Regions from separate parts of the Mus musculus genome. Here region 1 is linked to region 2. A link is a contact called in public Micro-C data. All regions are on one chromosome and are shown on one strand. The core of a region is the stretch at or near the end of the contact, and the rest is flanking DNA. Distances in the headings are between cores, read along the strand shown.

Region 1 (3,863 bases), core at 501-3,000, 34 kb after region 2:
ACAAGTCAGAGCATGGTGCTCTGGTGGACATGCTAAGGTTCCCACCTCTTCTTGTCATTCCATCCATTCCTTTTGACTGTGCAGCCAGCTAAGGTGACCCCTTGTCCAGTGCCATCTTTATTCTGTCTGTTATCAGAGCTTGATAGGGCTTCAAGGACCCTGGCCAGCCAGAAAAATATATTACGTTTTTTAAAATTCGCACACATTTTTTGGGCTGAAATGGGACAATCCTAATGCTTATTTTTCTTAACAATTTTTAAAGCCATTGTTCCGTTCATATTTACACATCCTTGTGTACGTGTCTGTTTGTGATGGTGGTCACTAAGTGCTTGTTAACTTTGAGGCTTTAGGGTACGGATTTTTAATCTATTGCGACTGGAGAAGCAGCAAAATGTCATAGGAGTTGAAAAACATAAATATTAATTTTCAGTCTCTTTTAGAGATTTGTAATTGCTCTGTATTTGAAAACTTCTTGTGTTATATAATAAGCAGATTTTAGAAAGGTATAAAGGGCAAAACATACACAGGAGACTATATTCCCTTTCTTTTGAAGGCAAGTTTTATTTAAAAAAAATAAACAACATTTTTTCATTTCCCCTAAATTTCATCTTCTTTAAGGTTAATTTGTGGCTACCAAGTGGTACCTTGAAAATGCTCCTCTGACAACCACAGGAGACAGTGAGGGTCATTGCTCTTCCCACATAATGGTACCACAAGGCAGAGCATCACATCTGACGCTCTCAAGAACCAGCAGCTGACTGCCAGCCAAACGTTTTATCTCTTTCACAATCACAGCCACTTTCACACACTTATCTGGAACTGAAAATGTCCCACGATTTTACACTGCCTTGCTGGGGCAAGGGACAGTCAGCAGAGGCTGCACCTTGAGGCAGCTGCTCTTTCCCTCCCTATTTCCTTGTGCTAGGAAGGTCATCGCCTTGGGGTTTGGAACAGCCTCACCTAGGCAGCCTTTTACCAGTGGAGGATGGGCAGCTTAGAGCCCCTTTTCTATGTTTTGTTTTATTTTGTTTTGTTTAGTTTTGTTTTGTTTTTTTGTTTTTACATTACCTTTCCCTTTCTCTGAGTAAGAACTTCCTAGCCAGCTTTTCCTGTGGCCATCTCTGGAAAGGCAAGGGAAACAGCGGCTGGGACTGATAACAACTGTGCAGCTCCTCTGAACTTAGCTGTTGCCCTGGGTTGACAGGAGAAAGGGACTGGCCCATGGAGACAATGAGCTGCTTGTGGGGAGGTCTCAAGCTTCACGCCATCAGCAGGTCGCTGGGCCTCACCATGCTTCTCCAGAGCCTGTCTCAGGAAAGGCATCTGAAATACTGTCAGTGCCGAACACGAATCTCAAAAGGTCAAGTTTATGTTACAAACCAGGGAGGCTTCCACCGTGCAGTACCAAAAGGACAAAGACAAGAAGGGAGAAAATGGGAGCAAAGACCAAGTGGAATGGAACTTAATTGAAACAAAACAGGAAACTAAAAAGATATTCCATTCATCAAACAAAGTATTTTCTGTTTAGAGGTCTGGTGTCTCCTCCTTAACCACACATAACAATAAATATATTAAGTGGCTTGTTTACTAAAGAGAAGCCATGAGGTGAATGGGGCCATAAATTTAAGGTCCTACATCTGAGGAAAGACAGTAGGTTCTAGAAGAAGAGCCTGCTAAGCCCATGCAAGGAAAACCATCATGGCTGCCAGCTACACAGAGGAACTTGGAACAGAGGCAATTCTCCATAGAGTCAAGGGCATCACATAACAGCATCCTGTTTGTTTACTTTGGCAAGCACAAGATGACTTTACTAAGTGATAATCTAAAAAGGCCCAAGGTCAGCTGTGTTAGAGTCAGGAAAAGGATATCTTTGAGGGGCGGGCGGGAGGGAGGCTTCTTAATCTCTTTCTACTCAGCCCTTCGTTCAAGGGGCTCAGGGGATCTTCAAAAAAAACTGGCAGCATTACCAACTTGCTAAGAGATACTGGTGCTACTGTTCTATTATCCGTGCATCCGAAAAGAGGCTACAGGGCATTGTGAAGTGGATAAAACTTGGCCAAATAGAGAAATGCTCCCATCAGCTTCTGCAGAATGGGCAAGTAGTGGGAGCAATCTTTCCCTCTAAGCAACCATTGTGATTGTTGTCCCTTAAACTTGGCAGACTTGGCACTCAAGTCATTGCAGGTCTGTGGAATGTCCTCGAGGAATGATTGCTGCAGAACCCAGGTGTCAAACCCAAGTGGCAAGGAAAGCCTGCCCCTTCCCCTGATGGCACTGTGTGCCAGTCCACACACTTAAGTCACATGCTCTGAAGGGTGACTTAGTGGGAAGTTTCCCTTAGAAGGAGCCTCAGCCTCAGGCCAGGGAGTGTTCCCATGCAGATAGCACCCCCTCAGTTGGCTGGCTTATCTTCAGCTCCCTCCAAGATTAGACCCTTAGGTCCTTCTCTCAAGATCAGAGCAGATAGGAACAGGAGACTGAACTGAACAATCCAAGAAGTGAGAGAAACAGCTGAGTCAGCTACTCACTAGAGCCCTAATTAAGGGCTCATTCCCAGATTAAAGTAATTGGGCCAACCTGGAAATTAGCCCCAAAGAGAGGAGTTGACCATGTCATTAATATTTAGAGATTAAAAAAATAAAAATAATTAAAATTAAAACATCCAAAAACAAAGATTATACTTTCATACATTTCTAAGGAGCATAAAGTATCCTGTATCTCAGGTAAGTGGGAAGGGCCAGCCTTACCTCCTCACCCACTTGAGACTTTTGACTGCTCAGCATGGCATCCATTCAAGTGATTCACACTGAGTGAAAATAAAATAAGCCAAGGCATCAAGGTCAGAGTGAAGTGGTTTCTAAGACCTACACCTCTGTGTTCTTTAAAGAGACATGTGTCCCATTACTTTACGTTAAAATCCTAGACACACGCTATCCTCTCAGTGTTAGGAGAGTGACACAATGATGCTAAATGATGTTCTGTGAATGGGACTAACATCCTCATAAAAGGGGCCCAGAAAATCCTTTCATCTCTGTCTGCCTCTCAATGATACAAGAAGCCCACAGACTGCATTCTGGGAGAAAACCCAGAGGTCACAGTTCTATGTCTGTTTGCCTTCTCAACCTTTGATAAAAACAATTGCTTTCTCCCACATGTGACTCCTCTATCACCAGGCAAACCAGGCCACAGTCAAACCAGTTTCACATTTCAATGCAATTTTGTAATGCCTTCCAATTAGGGTAACAATGGGAGACAAGACAAAGGGAAGAACAAGATTTCTCTCAAATACTAGTTAAGATAACACACCTTGGTGGCCAGAGCCATAGACAGTCAAAGGTATTGGGCATTTCTACTCTGGTTAGAAAGACTCAGTTGAGTTCTTGTGTTTCTCTCAAGAAACCAGTGGGTGTGTTCAGTATATCCTCCAAACATGCCTGTCTCCCTCAGAAAAGTTGGAGCCATTCTCCCAATACTGTGAAGATTTAGTGTGCCTTGGACTCCTCTCATGGGAGAAGAGACAGAAGCAAAGGTTCTGTCCTTCACACTGCCATCTCTGCCCAACTCAGTCATGATAATCCTCAAGGTGATTAGAAGAAAAAGAGGGACTAGTGACCTCTGAGGAAAGAGTTTGGCACCAGCAACGTGGGGGAGACTGTTGTGATGTTCAGCCGTCTCCCTCTCTGAGCGCATGCAGCTCCTACCACAGCTAACCTTTACACCTGGTGCTCGTGAGACAAAGGTAACTGCCACACCTGTGCGAAGCCTGGGGCCTAGTGGGCCTAGAGTGAGAGCCTCCATCATAGAGGGCTGTCTGCCCAGGAAAGATGATGTCCCCTGGGCCCACTTAGCCCCCTGGGGGATGG
Region 2 (3,581 bases), core at 803-3,302:
GGATTATAAGTTTATCACCAGACATGCAGGCATTGTTATTCGGCTCCTCCTTGGGTGTTGCTGGTCTGCACCCAAGGCTAGGAATAGCCAAATCCAAGGAAAGTAAGTCAAGAAGGCTGTGGATGTGTGACGCTTTCCTAAACTGTGAATCATCCCAAGTGCCAGCTGGGCCAGGAACAATCTGAGAAAGCTGTGGAAGGGAACTCATGGCTAGGAAATAGGAAGGCAAAACAAAACAGGCAAGGAAAGAAAACCGTGAAGACCATAAGGTTTTATTAGCGTGATTGGCATTTTACAGACTCCATCAACATTATAGCTATTCCCCTGCTGAGCCTGGTTTACACTAAGTGAAACTCGTGCAAGTCAAATGAATAGCGATATCCAAAACATTGCTAGTGTGTTACCTTAAACTGTGGGGTGAGGTCTTGGAGACAGTGAGCAGATACAGAGTCAAGACACAGCTGGATGAATCAGCAAGACAAGACACACACTGAGGCAGATGCAGATCTAAGCAAACGGAGAACACGAGGAAGTGGGTGAATGGTTCCAGTGTGTGCAGAAGGAGAGAGTCATGGTCTAGCTATGGAGCAAAGGGAAGCTGGCCTCACAGATGACTTCCCTCAGCATCTCAGTAACAGGAGAGCACAAGGAAATTTACGACTGTGAACGCCTGCCTGTGGCTTGGGGTCAGGGTATATGCTGCACAGCAAAGCAGAAAGCCATGACCTTCTCTCCAAATAGCATGTGGATTAGTCACTTACCCTGTTCTGGAACCTACTTCTGCTGTGCAGCAGGAACGCAGACGTCTAGGAACCACAAGGAAATCGAACAGTTTTCCATTGCCAAAGGTGATTCTCCCTCTCTTCTCATTATCTGTTAGAATAGTCAAGGAAAATTACACTTTACTGAGTAACCCCCAGCCTTTCAAAGGTCACACAGGAATATAATCACTAACCTCTGGTGGTTCACGATGGTTTAGACACTTTAATAATATGATGATCTACCTACACGGGCATCCTGTTAAGTTTTGTGCTAGATAATTTCCCCCAAATTCAGTCAAATATACAAGTTCTAAGCATATCTGATAGGCAAGACAAGGCTAGATTATGATGTTCAACAGGTGTTTTTATTCTTTTTTTTTTCTTAAAATATCTTAAACTTAACAATGGGTTCATTGTGGTGTAACTTGGCCACTAAGAATGTCTGTATTCTGCCATTGGAGAGGATACTCGTTAGTTTTGAAAATGAACGGGCACTGTATTATACACTCTCAAAGGTAATTGTGAGCAATGGTCCACCTCAGCCACCAGAAGCCGGCATAGTCTGTGCACAGCAGATACACACCCCACAGCCTCTGAAAACCAGGGGTAGATCATGGTTTATCTTGTGCAGGTCATGTGTGAACGCCTCTTCTAATGCAAGAGAATCGCCTAAACGTCATGGGATTTCCAGCAGCTTCCTGCAGTGTGGCAGAAAGCCATTAACGAATGTGATTTGCCAGTTATTGTAAAGTGTCAATCAAATCAGAGGAAGAAAAAGCAATGTTTCAATGATTAAAAAAAATATTCAATAGCTTGTTCAAAATAACCACCCATCGTGGCCCTCTAACTTACCTAACAACGGGACACAGTGTTAATCAATGGCATCACTTACCTGTTCAGAGATAACTATTTGATCCAAGTAGCTATTGGTATTTGTTGTTTTAATAGTTTATTTTCAAGAGAACATAGGGAGGGGTGCAAGAGGAAAAGCAGTGTTTTGTTAATACCAAAGACATAATATAAAACAACCCTCAGATGGTGCAGCTTATTTGAGGAGGTACATTCTGCATTTGCGGAAAGGAGCCGACTCGTGGGTTGCTGAGGATGTTGGTGTATCTACTATTTTGATGTGGCTGAGCATAAAGTAGAGCCCTGGAAGTTCTGCTGTGTTAAAAAATAGAAAGCAACGCGTCCTTTAAGGGTCCCTGTTTATTCTTCCTCGACCACTTTCCTCTGACTCCTCCTCCTTCCCAGGGAAGGTGTGATTCCAATCCCTAGAGCCCCCTCAAGTATTGTCAAGCGGCTGGCTGCTGGGTGTTGCTTGCTGGGAAGTACGGAAAGAAATTTGACACCGAATCTCATCTTGGCTACTGGGAGAAATACCATCTTTGAGGTCACAGGACTTAAAGGACATTTCTATTATTGTTTTGTCTCTTTACTGGTAGTCTTGATGGAAGAAGGTCCCCTGATCATGCGAAACGGATCCGGGAGAAATCAGACATTACCTTGTCCACCTTTTCTCTGCATTCTGATTCCCCCAACTATCTCCGTCACCTTATAAAACTGGCAGGCTCTGGACCTTTTGCACGCTGGAGAAAAATCACTGTTTTGCCTCCAGCAAGGAACATGCATGTTGCAACACTGACTCCTCCTCTAGTGAAGAAAGAGTGAACAAGTGCACCGAGTTGAGCTTCTTCTCAGAGACACGCGGCTGGCGACGGCAGAGCAGAGGCTAAAATCCCCAGACTGCCGGGTCTTCTGAGCTGGGCTTTCCCCGCCTTCCTGCTCTGTCTCACTCACTCCTCTCCTGCGTTCTGGATTTTACACGGGGCTCAGGAAACAGCTTTACCTGTCACTGAAAAAGCTCGCGTTCTTTGCAAGAAGTGCTCAATCCCTGGTATGGCAGACTTTTCTCTCCAGCAGAAGTGAGTACCCATGTCAGACAAGGCTGTGCGTGGCCAGGGGTGGTGCGGGCGGGCGCTCTCCAGGGCCGCGGGTTCGAGGCCGCGAGTGGGAGTGGAACAGTTGGCTGCAGGCGCGGACAGCTTAGGGAAATGCCAGCTAGCTGCCAGAGCCCGCGGGCGCGAGGAAACCCCATCCCGTGCTGTGAGCGTGCCTGAAGCCAAACCTTGGTGTCCCTTTCGAGAAAAGCTAAATATATGCCAAGGGGCTTGGCCACCCACCCCAGCTTTTACAACTGCTCTCGGTGTGTTTTAAAATAAACCCTGCAAGCGCGCCCTTGCGAATGAGTTTCGGTGGTGTGATGGTGGGGTTGCAGGTGGTTTGTGTCGAAATGAAAAGCTGGGGAGATAGCGGGGAGGCTGAATGGGCTGGGGCAGGAGACGTGGTGGCAGCTAACTTGGGCAGTCTCCTGCCGGCTGCACAGCTGGGTGCCAGGTGAAGAGACAGTCACCTGAGCTCCCACCCCCACTCCCTAAGGCAGCTAAGCGGAGTCTGGGCAGTGTGCTAGGAATTCAGGCCCTAGGGGTAGAAGCAAGGACACACTGCTGGAGCAAAGATCATGGGATCAGGGGACAGAGGGGATAGCCTCCCAGAACCCAGACTCTTAATGCTGAGGCAGGGGGAGGCAAGGGCTGTAGTTGTGTAGAAAAATATCCTGTTAGTGACCTCTACCTGTGTGGTAGGGAAGCAACCCACGTTCCCTTAATAACAAGCAACTTGGGGTTTTCTGTGATCGAACTTGAAAATGTTTGCAACCTGTTATTAATGTCACGGGGGGGGGGGTCGGGGGGGAGCGTCCTTTAATCTTCATTCATGGAATTGGCTGGGAAAGATTTCCCACCGGAGTGTCTTGACCAA

The links. Hi-C and Micro-C count contacts between places; a contact is called where the count stands out from the background.
Region 1: a Micro-C map of granulosa cells shows a contact between it and region 2, with 3 times the contacts expected there. The contact joins the enhancer-like site here to the promoter of Prlr in region 2. A contact is called at or near these places in 1 of 39 promoter capture datasets (macrophages), 7 of 484 Hi-C or Micro-C datasets (granulosa cells, liver and nephron progenitors), 2 of 115 datasets of contacts at active chromatin or transcription factors (both in liver) and 4 of 9 other capture datasets (adipose tissue, embryonic stem cells, liver and 1 more).

The regions. Positions count from the first base shown.
Region 1 is chr15:10,209,666-10,213,528 of GRCm38.p6, forward strand. All of the region lies in intron 1 of Prlr (prolactin receptor), which reads left to right. Among named protein-coding and RNA genes, the nearest start is that of Gm41268, 9.0 kb to the left of the region's middle. Within about 2 kb of position 1,751, at least 12 of the 459 cell types and tissues checked have an H3K27ac peak or open chromatin away from gene starts, as enhancers often do. A contact at or near this core is called in granulosa cells and liver, where this site is marked.
Region 2 is chr15:10,175,186-10,178,766 of GRCm38.p6, forward strand. It overlaps Prlr (prolactin receptor), which reads left to right and starts at 2,053. Exons shown (of 10, transcript NM_011169.5): 1 at 2,053-2,686.